3 separate regions of the Gossypium arboreum genome follow, and regions 2 and 3 are each linked to region 1. The links are chromatin contacts, called in public Hi-C maps. All regions are on one chromosome and are shown on one strand. Each heading gives the region's core, a stretch centred on a gene start, on an enhancer-like site or on the middle of the called end of the contact. The rest is flanking DNA. Distances are from core to core; before and after follow the strand shown.

The links. Hi-C and Micro-C count contacts between places; a contact is called where the count stands out from the background.
Region 2: a Hi-C map of leaf shows a contact between it and region 1, with 5 times the contacts expected there. The contact joins the promoter of LOC108486102 here to the promoter of LOC108486243 in region 1. A contact is called at or near these places in 2 of 5 Hi-C or Micro-C datasets (both in leaf).
Region 3: a Hi-C map of leaf shows a contact between it and region 1, with 3 times the contacts expected there. The contact joins the promoter of LOC108483913 here to the promoter of LOC108486243 in region 1. A contact is called at or near these places in 2 of 5 Hi-C or Micro-C datasets (both in leaf).

What each region holds. Positions count from the first base shown.
Region 1 is chr6:89,190,788-89,194,352 of ASM2569848v2, forward strand. It overlaps LOC108486243 (L-arabinokinase-like), which reads left to right and starts at 2,014. Exons shown (of 30, transcript XM_017790194.2): 1 at 2,014-2,147; 2 at 2,240-2,443; 3 at 2,526-2,633; 4 at 2,773-2,841; 5 at 3,069-3,152; 6 at 3,311-3,387; 7 at 3,561-3,565. The coding sequence starts at 2,339.
Region 2 is chr6:88,335,600-88,339,164 of ASM2569848v2, forward strand. LOC108486102 reads right to left here and starts at 1,886. Exons shown (of 22, transcript XM_053029530.1): 1 at 1,622-1,886; 2 at 749-1,243; 3 at 179-588. The coding sequence starts at 1,699. It overlaps LOC108486378, which reads left to right and starts at 3,354. Exons shown (of 4, transcript XM_017790416.2): 1 at 3,354-3,565.
Region 3 is chr6:88,571,441-88,575,005 of ASM2569848v2, forward strand. LOC108483913 reads left to right here and starts at 1,594. Exons shown (of 6, transcript XM_017787453.2): 1 at 1,594-2,063; 2 at 2,179-2,446; 3 at 2,894-3,038. The coding sequence starts at 2,192.

The DNA.
Region 1 (3,565 bases), core at 764-3,263:
CTTTTGAAAAAAAAAATCGAGGGCATCATAGAAAATTTAAACTTGCATGTTGTGTTGTTGCTCTTCATCCTTGAGGATGAGGATCTTCTAGTGCGGGGAGAATTGTTGTGTGTCAAATTGTATTAATTTTTAGTATTTGTTAAGTTTAGAGAGGGTTAATTGAATGAAGATAAATAATGTAGTTTAAATAAAAGGCATTAGTGATATAAGGTTGCTTTGTTAATAATGTAACAAAATAATTGAATTAGTTAAAATGGAAAAAGGGAATGTGGTTGTTATTTTCCCATTTAACCATTTACAGCAAGCTTCTCTTTTCCTTAGCTTTTCATTTTTGTCTTGTTCTAGGTTTTTATTAAGCCACGTCATTAATTTCATTAAAGCATTTTAAAGTTTAAAAATCATTTTAAAATTTAAACTGAATTTTTTTTTGAATTGAGCCACATTAATAAAAGTATTTTAAAATTTAAAGATCAATTTAAAATCTGAACTATAGTTTAAAGATGTTTGATGAAATTAATTTAAAAATAAAAGAAAATGTGTTGTTTGGATGAGTTGAGTTGCGTGCCAGATATGTAGTTATTTGACATTTATCCGCTAATGCAATAAAATGTCTCCAAGTTGGGAAAATAAAGAAACAAAACAGATTTTATACAAACAAAAATAGAGAAAAAAATAGATACAGTTCAAACGGTGTAGACATTATTTATTTTATAAATACTCTATTTTAATTTTATGAAAATTTTAGAATTTGAAAATTTAAGATTTATAAGACTAAGGAAACTTCAAAATTTTATTTTTAATAAAAAGAGGCGAAGAGAGATTGTCGAAAATTTAAATTCAATAGTTTCAACTTAATATTTATTTGATTTTTATATAAAAAGTGGAAGGATGCAAAATTTATAACAGTATTAAGTCCCTTAGTATATCAATAACTCAATCAAATAAATTATTTGGTATTAAATTCATGAAAACAAATTCTATAATTAAAATTTGAGCAAAAATGTTTTAATAAAAAAGTCAAAGGGCTACTATGATATTTCTTTTCAAAAAAGAAAAAGTGGCTGCTATAATAATAATATATATATATATATATTAAACGTACTATTGTAAAAGAATGGCTCATTTATAAAAAAAACTTCCGTTAATTGGTCGAATGTTCGAATTTGGATAAAACGCATTAACGTATGAGAAAGAAATCGAAGGTCATCATGGCTAGGTCTTTTACAAATTAACAAATCAATTTTCATATTAAACGTTTTAGAATAAAAAAATCAATATTTATATAAAATTATTAAAAGCTCAAATATTAATATAAATAACAATTTCAAAACAGAAAGCTACTAGGACAGTAGCAATAATTTGTATGGTTTTTAGTTGATTGGGATAGTATATCAAACTTTATAACCAAAAAGTTAATAACAATATAAATAAACTTTTAGTTTTTCCATCAAAATAGAAAAAAAAAACGTTTTAAGTCTTTTTCTCATCATCTTTTATCTTTTATTTATGGGGTAAAGTAACATTGGACTTTTAAATTTGATAAATTTTCAATTTAGTCTCAGAATATTTTATTTATCGATATAGAATTTGATATATATATTTTAATTTTGATCTATATGATGACATGATACTCTAATATTATGATACGTCATCACCTAAAATATTATTTTGTTTTTATAAAATGTTTTTGTTTTTATAAAATGTTTAGATTATAATGTAGCGATTCTAAAAATAAGGATAGAAAGAAAAGAAAAGACGTATACACTTTACCTCGCAATATGATAACTTTAAAATTTTATGAAATCACAAGTTAATATTATAATAAATATACATTTTGATATTTAAAAATTATTTGAGAATAGTTATTCCTGAACTAACATAGAGTGACGAGAAATTCAAAGATAAAATTAAAAAAGTTGTCAAATTTAAAGACTAAACTTTGGTTATACCTTTTCTTATTACTATTATTAATAATTGACTATCATCTTTATCCCTTTTCTTCTTACTATTATTAATAATTGACATCATCTTTATCCGGTAGTCTATTTGTCTCTGAATTTGTTTGCGTCTCAACTCTGTCTCTTGTGTAGCCGTCTCACATGTTTGTGTGCATCTCTCTCACTATTAAATTGAAACAAACTTCCCTTGTGAGTTGAGAAATTTGATCCAACTAATTAAGGAAAGAAAAATTCTTTTTATTTATTACTATTATTAATAATTGGTCATCATATTTGTATAGGCCCCCCTCTCCTTATTAAATTGAAACAAACTTCTCTCGAAATTTTGATCAAAACACGAAGGAAGTGATTCAAAAAAAAAACAAAAAGTGGTGGTAGATATGAGGATCGAAGAGAATGGAGGAGAATCTGCATCCATCAATCACCTCATCTTTGCCTATTATGTCACCGGTCATGGCTTCGGCCACGCCACTCGTGTTGTAGAGGTTTTTCTTTTTGTCCTTAATTCTGTCTAATCCCTCGAAACCTTTAGATCCAATTATCATTTCTGCCTATTGATTGTTATAGGTTGTTCGAAATCTGATTGCAGCGGGGCATGATGTGCACGTTGTTACCGGTGCACCTGACTTCGTTTACACTTCTGAAATTCAGTCCCCTCGCCTCTTCCTTCGCAAGGTTCTCTCCTTTTTCATTTAATTAAACATAATAGTGGTGAATGTGTTAGGGATTAAAGAACTTCAACAGTTGTCTTTATCTGTGCTGCAAAATTATGGTCGAATCTGTTTTACTATGTTTCTCTCTATGACATTATCAGCTAGTTTTAGACTGTGGAGCAGTTCAGGCAGATGCATTGACCGTGGATCGTCTTGCCTCCCTGCAGAAGGTATTTCAAGCCCTTTTGTAGTTATAAATTCTAATTATTTTATTTTATTTTTACAACATTGTCATGTTCCCAACATAACCATATTATAGCTTGAGTTCAGTTCCATATTATCTGAAAAGTTTCTACCGTATCTACCTACTTAAATTTACGTGCTATTATTGCCTTCCCCTTCTCCCCCTTGTTTGTACTTTTTTAGTTGGATATTTTCTAATTTCTATATATATTAGTATTCTGAAACAGCTGTCCGACCTCGGGATTCTATTTTAGCAACAGAAGTAGAGTGGCTCCACTCCATCAAAGCTGACTTAGTGGTTTGTATTCTGGTTTTCCTTCAAGTGTGTGAATCAAATTGGGACACTGAGTCTTTGATTTAACCTTTTAATAAAAATAAAAGGAAAAGAGGCATAGAATTGTATCATATTTAACATGTCTTCCAAATTAAAACGAAGTTTGCTGTGAATGAAAACAGGTTTCAGATGTTGTTCCAGTTGCATGCCGAACCGCTGCTGAAGCTGGAATTCGCTCAGTCTGTGTTACCAACTTCAGGTAATTTATTATCATGACCGTTTCAAGGAAGAAGTGCACCTTTATAAGAATTTAATCTGTTCTCAAACCCTTCATACCATACTGTTTTTGGTACCTTTATGAACCCTGTGAAATTGTCAGAAGCCAAAAGTTTTCCTTGTAATTATTTGATCTATATCCATCTATGATTGCAGCTGGG
Region 2 (3,565 bases), core at 636-3,135, 860 kb before region 1:
AGGTATACTTTTGTCATAAAACTTAACATATGATCTCAAAGAATTTATTGCAAGTGATAGAGAGGAACATGAAAGTATTTTCATTTAGTGGAACATCTGTAAATTAGACCATAAGACATCTGACCAAAAAAACTCACAATTTTCACTATAAAAGCTTGGAAGGGACATGATTACATACCCACTCAGTGCAACCTTGATGCTCTTAAGATGCGTCCATGCAGCACTAGGGACCTCCCATACCATGCTAAAGTCATCATCCGGTCGCACAGATCCTGACCGAGCAGCTAGGTCCCTAACATGACCGTAGCTAGGCAAGACTTCAAACATATCACCAAGGTAGCCCTGTATAACCTTCGCCTTTGTGACAGATTCAACCACCATAACAGACTTCACAGTGGGAGGATATAGCTGCTTCAGCGGCTTTTCTCGTTGAGATATATTTTTCTGCACCTGTTTCTGAACTGGCTCATGAACATCTGCCACTGGCTGCCTTTTTCTGCCTGAGCCTGTACTATTCTTTTTGGATTGCTTCTTGGTTGAAGCAGAACCATCAGGAGCTTCAGTAAGTAAGTTGCCAGTTGAAATTTTCTGGAAGAATGCATTGTTAGCAAAATATTTACAAGATCTGAAACCATGCACAGACACGCAGATGAAAATAGTGCATATATGTGTGTCTGCGTATACAATTTGTATGCATATTGAAAGCCCAAAATATCCAAATTCTATTTAGCATTTAATCGCTGCTAACCTCTGAAGTCTGTTTCAGACGCTGACCATTTTTTTTGCTAATATTTGAAGTCCCTACTAGAGAAGAAGTTTTAGAGCTTTTCGCCACAGGTGTTTCCTCTGAAACAACAGTGCTAGAAACCTGTTCCTTTTTGTTCTTGCTTCTCGACTGCTTTTTCTTTTTCAGACTAGCTTTAGATTCTGGCTTAGCATTGATAACCAATGAAGTAGAAGTAGAGTCTGGATTAGCAGTGTTAACCAGTGAATTTGAAGTAGAGTCCGGTTTAGCACTGTTAAGCAGTGAAGTTGAAGCAGGTGACTCAAAAGGTGCAGCCTTGTCCCCTTTGAGAGCAGCCACTCCCTTTAGCTTCTTCCAATGCCTATGAAACCGTCTGAAGCTGAAGCCACTACTCTTTCCATCTCTAACACTCATACCATCGTTCTTAGTTGCCACTGGAGGGGAGTGAGAAAAAAACATTTTGAAAAGAGGCACAAAAGCTGAGGTTGATCGCATAGCCTGGGGAGTCACACATGTAGAGATTACATTTCTATTCCGAGGTAGTGTGTAAGTTATGTGGTTGGGCGGCAAAGCAAATGTAAAGGCACTGTGAAGAGTTGCGAAATTCGGATAGCTAGGCATGAGGCTTGAAGGGGGTCTGAGTTTCTTAAATCTAGGGTGAGATGGTATTGAAGAAATAAGTTTAACAACCTTGAGCTGAAACTGAAACACCAATGCACAATCAGTTTATACAATCAAACAGCTAAGAGCACATAAATATTATTGCTGATAAAAAAGTGCATGATATGGTAAAAACTAAGACACAAGAAAAGGAAAGACCTAATTTTCAGTAATCCAGAAAAAGAAAAAAGAATGAATGAGAGATAGAAAAAGAACCTTTGGCATCAACGACGGGTGAAGACGCAGTGCTGCACAATTACTAGTAGGAGGAGAAGACAACAAGCACCTCTGCATTTCCCTTTGAACCCTTTGCTGCAAATTAATATTGGATTCTGGATAGGAGGAGAAACAAACAGAAAGCCTGAAAGGGTTTAGAGGCTCTGATAAAAAAGAAATAATGGGTTTAGGGATAGGTTTTTTAGTAAAAGGCACGAACCAGTGTATTTTATTTCCTGATCATAATTTGACGTGATATGAATCAGTTATCACAATTTATTTTTATAAAAAATAAAATTTAAACCCTTTTCCATCTTTTATAATTTTGTTATTTATATCAATTTCCTGTAAACATATTTATTACATAACACCAATTGTTAATTATAATTATTTATTAAATGTATACTAAATTTGTAATATATATTTGTTAAAATAATTAATATGGACTAAATCCTAAATTTTAATGATGTAGAGAGATCAATATTAAAATTTTATTTTTTATTGGGCAAAAATATTAAGGAAAAAGGCATGTGATATAAAATAGTGTATGACCTTCCCTTTATAAAAACAAATATGATTTTTGTGTTAAATTAGGAATACAAATTTAAAAATTAAAATATACTATAATTTTACTCTATTTTAAATTTTAAACTATCTATTTTTATTTAAAAATTAGATTCAAATATTGTTACTATTAAATTTCTATTAATTTTATTGGTGTAGTATTTTGAAATTAAAAAAATCATTTGATAATCATATAACAACAAAAATAACATTAAAAATGTTTATATAGATTTTTCTTAAACACATTCATCCGAACTTGTCTTTGATAATATTATTTTGTATCGAATAGTGTTCTAAAGAAAATTTGACATAAGCATTTTGATTGAAATAGTTAAGAGGACTAAATATTTAGACTAACTAATGACATTATAAATGTATAATAATCAAATTATGTCGAAAATAAGATATATAGATTAAATCGCAAATATCAACATAGTATAAAGGTTAAAATTCAGGTTTAATCATTGTTTTATAATATAGAAAAAGAAGCACGAAAAATTTAAAATAAATAAAGCGATGTATCTATCTCTAAGAACATTAGAGTATTCAAATTATTATAATCACGTAGTGTTATAATTGAAAAATCAATGATATTAATTATTTGGACTAATTAATAATTACATTACAAAATTACAAGATCAAATTACATTAGAATAAAAGTGTAGCGCTTAAATATCAAATTTAAGCATAACAGAGAGATCAAATTTAAAATTTAACTATCTTTTAAAACGCCAAAAAAATAAACATTTACGTAATCTAAAAGAAATAAGAAGTCATGTATCTATTTTAAGACCCTTAGGGTATTTAAATTATATATAATTATGTAATATTTTAATTATATATAATCATGTAATGGTTTAACCATATTAAATTTTTGAAATAATTAATAATGTTATAAAATATATGGAAAAAATATGATAAAAATTAAAATGTGTAGATTAAATATCAAATTTAAACATATTAGAGTGACTAAAGATGAAACTTAACCATTTTATAAAATAAAAATAAAGAAAAAAGATAAATAAGTTATGATGAATTTAACTACACTTAAATTTACATACTCTTACATTAATAATAATAATATTCATATTAATCTTACACTAATAATAATATTCATATCAATCAAGAAAATACACAATGACATAATTTAGTATTAATTTCTTTTCTTGACAAATCAAATCCAAAAACAGGGATATGAGATATAGATCGGATCAGTTGGATATGGAACATAAAAGCCCATGGATATTAAGGAACGGCCATTGCCACTTCCTTTCTTTCCTAAAGGCTTTTTTCTAAGGTAAGAAACCTTGTTTTTAAAAGTTAAGGGGGAAAAAGGGTCTGAGAAGGAATTGTCGTTTGACTCAACTGGAAATCCGAATC
Region 3 (3,565 bases), core at 344-2,843, 620 kb before region 1:
GCAAGTTCGGAGAAATAATGTGAACAATAACTCTCCTTAACCATTCCCTCTCTTTGTCAATTCAAAATGGGCATTTTGCTAATAAAGGCTTGGGATATTTACAACATAAAAACCTCTAATATGTTAAATCATATTTTCTAATATTCACACATTGACCCCACTAATTTTGCCAATCTTACAATTTAGTCCATAATAATTATTTACTAAACTTTGTAAATAAACCCCTTAATAATTCTAATTAATCACCTAATTACAAACAAATGACACTCTAATCCTATATTGTACCTATTCTTGAAAACCTCTCATTTTTTCTTCTCGGAATGGCTTGGTTTAAAAAATCCACCCAAAATCGAATTTCTTAACACTAATGAAATCTGGGTCATTACATATAAAACAAAAGAAAAACATTAAAATACTAAAAGAAAATAAAATCCCTCACTACAACAAATCATTCACCCACAATACAAAACATTGCGAACTAAAAGACCAATATTCGAGCACACAGACAACTTGCTAAAATAAAAACCTTTTAAAACAAATGAAGGCCAAATGAACTTTTACCTATTCCCCTTACCAATTTATGAAGTCCTTAGAGTGACTCTTCCAAGAATTGTCTTAATATTTGCCAATTCCTTCGACAAATCATAGCTTCACACTTGTTCACTACAGTAAATTAAAAGGATGACGTGGGTGAATGAAACAATATATGCTTGCTCGTTCAACTGTCCCCTTACTCCATAACCACAAGTGATTCCATGCTCAACTATCTTGCAACATAACGATAATCTTATGAAAATCCCCTTTGCCAACACTTTGCTAGAGAGGAAGGACAAAAGAAAGGCGAACAAAGATAAAAAAAAAACTTTCTAGTTTTTAAGGAATGTCACTTTACAACTTTCACCTTGACTTAAGGAGTACAATTGTTATACACTTCACCCTGCTCCACTTCACTCAAGTGGAGACCTCACTAATTATTTATCTCTTTAAAGCCTATTATCTTATTTAAAGAAAAAACATCATCATGTCTCACACACCATTTATAAGTTCGTTGACTCATTACTATGAGACTCTAAAGACCCATGAAATGACACATAGGTCAATCAACATCAATAGCACACCTAGAAGTAAAGTCACTAACAAAGACACATATCGATGTATATAGCTTCCACTCTAAAAAAAAAAAGGGGAGGGGGGTGGTTTAACTCTAGATACTCGGTTGTGTCAACCTTCTCCCTCCACCTTACCTTTATTCTCTCTCTTTTAACTCAAACTACAACATGGTGACTCGGCTACCTCCTTAAATGCTTCTAGTTACAATTTAATTTATCCCGCATCACCTTTCCTTTCATATTTTCGGCTGGCTATGTACTTAAGAATTGACCGGATTCCGATGTTAGATCCATGGGGGCTAGTGGTTCATGTTTTCATCTAGACCATAAATTATTCTTTTACAGTTTTACTGCAAGTATCTTGGAGCTCCTCCCCTCTACATCAATATTTCAAAAAAAAAAAAAACATTTCTTTTATTATTATATTTTAATTAAAAATTTCAAATATTTATTTGAGTGAATTTGTGATTGATTACTTATATACCAAACAATCATGGATTTCAAGGTCAGCTAATATTTTTCCATACATACCACTAAAATACACAGTAGAATTATTTGTTAAATTCACCAACATAATCCAGAATGTAAAAAAAAAAAATCAAAATCGTAATACAGAAACAGAAATAAAAATTATCTAGAAGAAAGAGAGGTTAGAGAAGAGTAATAGTAAAATAAATAGATGAAGATGGTTGATTACTTGGAGGTAGAGTTTAGGTATCGTGAAGTTAAAAAAGGAGACTCTGAAATCCGCGTTTTTTCTTTTTTCAACAAAAACCATAATTGTTTTGCTATCATCCAACACCGATTAAATTAGAAGAAGAAGAAGAAGAAGAAGAAGATCAGATCTGCAACTTTGATCTCAATCATAGATTTTATTGTATCATATTTATATCTCATTAATATAATAATAAGAAAACAAGGAGAGCAGAGCAGAGAAGAGAAGAGACTTTCCAGGTATTTCCTCCTTATTTCCAATCCCTACATGCTGAATCGGAAATGAAATGACCCTCCATATTCTCTCAACTTATTTCTATACGTGTTTGAAATAGTTTTATTTGTGTTTGAGAAGTCAACAGTGAGTCATGGCGGAGGACAAAGGCATTCCAGACGGTGAAACCAAAGAATCCAGTCCCCCGCTGCCGGTGGTAAAGAAGAAAGGCAAGGGACTTCTCTCCCGCATTTGGAATGCAATCTTTAGGATTCACGGGGACGATTTCGAGAAGAGGCTTGAACACATTTCCAAGGAAGAGGCCGCTGTCCTCTCGAGAATGAAAAGAAGATCCCAGACCTGGAGGAGAATGATTCGGAATCTCATTGCCTTTTCTGTCATTTTGGAGGTACCCCGTCCCTTACCATCCTCACTCTATCTCTCTGTCAATCTGCAACCCTCACAGTAGTAGCAGTATTACTAGTTTTGAAAATCAATTTTCTATGGGAACGTAATTTTACTATTCTATTTCATTTTCATGTGCATGCTGTTGCTCTTCGTCATTTGGAAAAGCTCATGCTAGATGTAATTGGTGATTCTCATACTCTGCGTCCAACCTTTTTGTATATATTGCCTTACAAACTTTAATCTTTTCCATCCATGGTTCATTTGTGCATCTTATATTTACGTCTGAATCCAACCATTATTCTATCAACACCTTCCGGAAATAAGTGCTGCCAAAATGGCCTTTTTTAAGGGCAAAAATAAAACGGCATATACTTTGAATAGCTTTCTACCTTGTCAAAGAACTTGCTTCCGGATGGGTCCTCATGAGAATTTTCTTATCAATTTACAGGTTGTTGCAGTTTCTTATGCCATCATGACAACAAGATCTGTGGACTTGAACTGGAAGATGAGGGCATTTCGAGTTTTGCCAATGTTCCTTTTGCCTGCTTTTTCGTCTGTTGCTTATTCTGCATTTGTAAGCTTCACAAGGATGTGTAAGTAACTCGGTTCAATATCTTACACAATTTTCCTGCTGTTACTAAAGATCAAGGCTCCAATGTATCTTTTTGTTGTTTATGTCATTAAATGGTAGCAGCTGTTGATATTTATATCTGGGGTGAATCCTGAAATATGGGTTTTTGAGCATGGGCTAACTATGTGCCAAAATAAAAAAAATACGAGGATTATCCCCCCACCCCTGACAATACTTTTGGTGGCTGATATTATATTGTGAATTATGTTGCTTTTATCAGGTTTAATATTGCCAAGGATAGTCTTTTCTTACTCGAAAGTTAGTGATTTGTATGATGTTTCCATGCTTGAGACTGCATGCTGGAAATGGCTTTAATGCTTTTGGAGGCGAATCTTAACATTTTTTTAATCATATTTTTACCCATAGTTGTTATCATATTAATTTATGTATGAGGCTTGCCCTTTGGGAGGTTTTAATTTCTTTGAACCGTGAGATATATCTGATAGAAGTTAAAGATTCAATTATTATTAGCATGAAATGTCTTCCTAA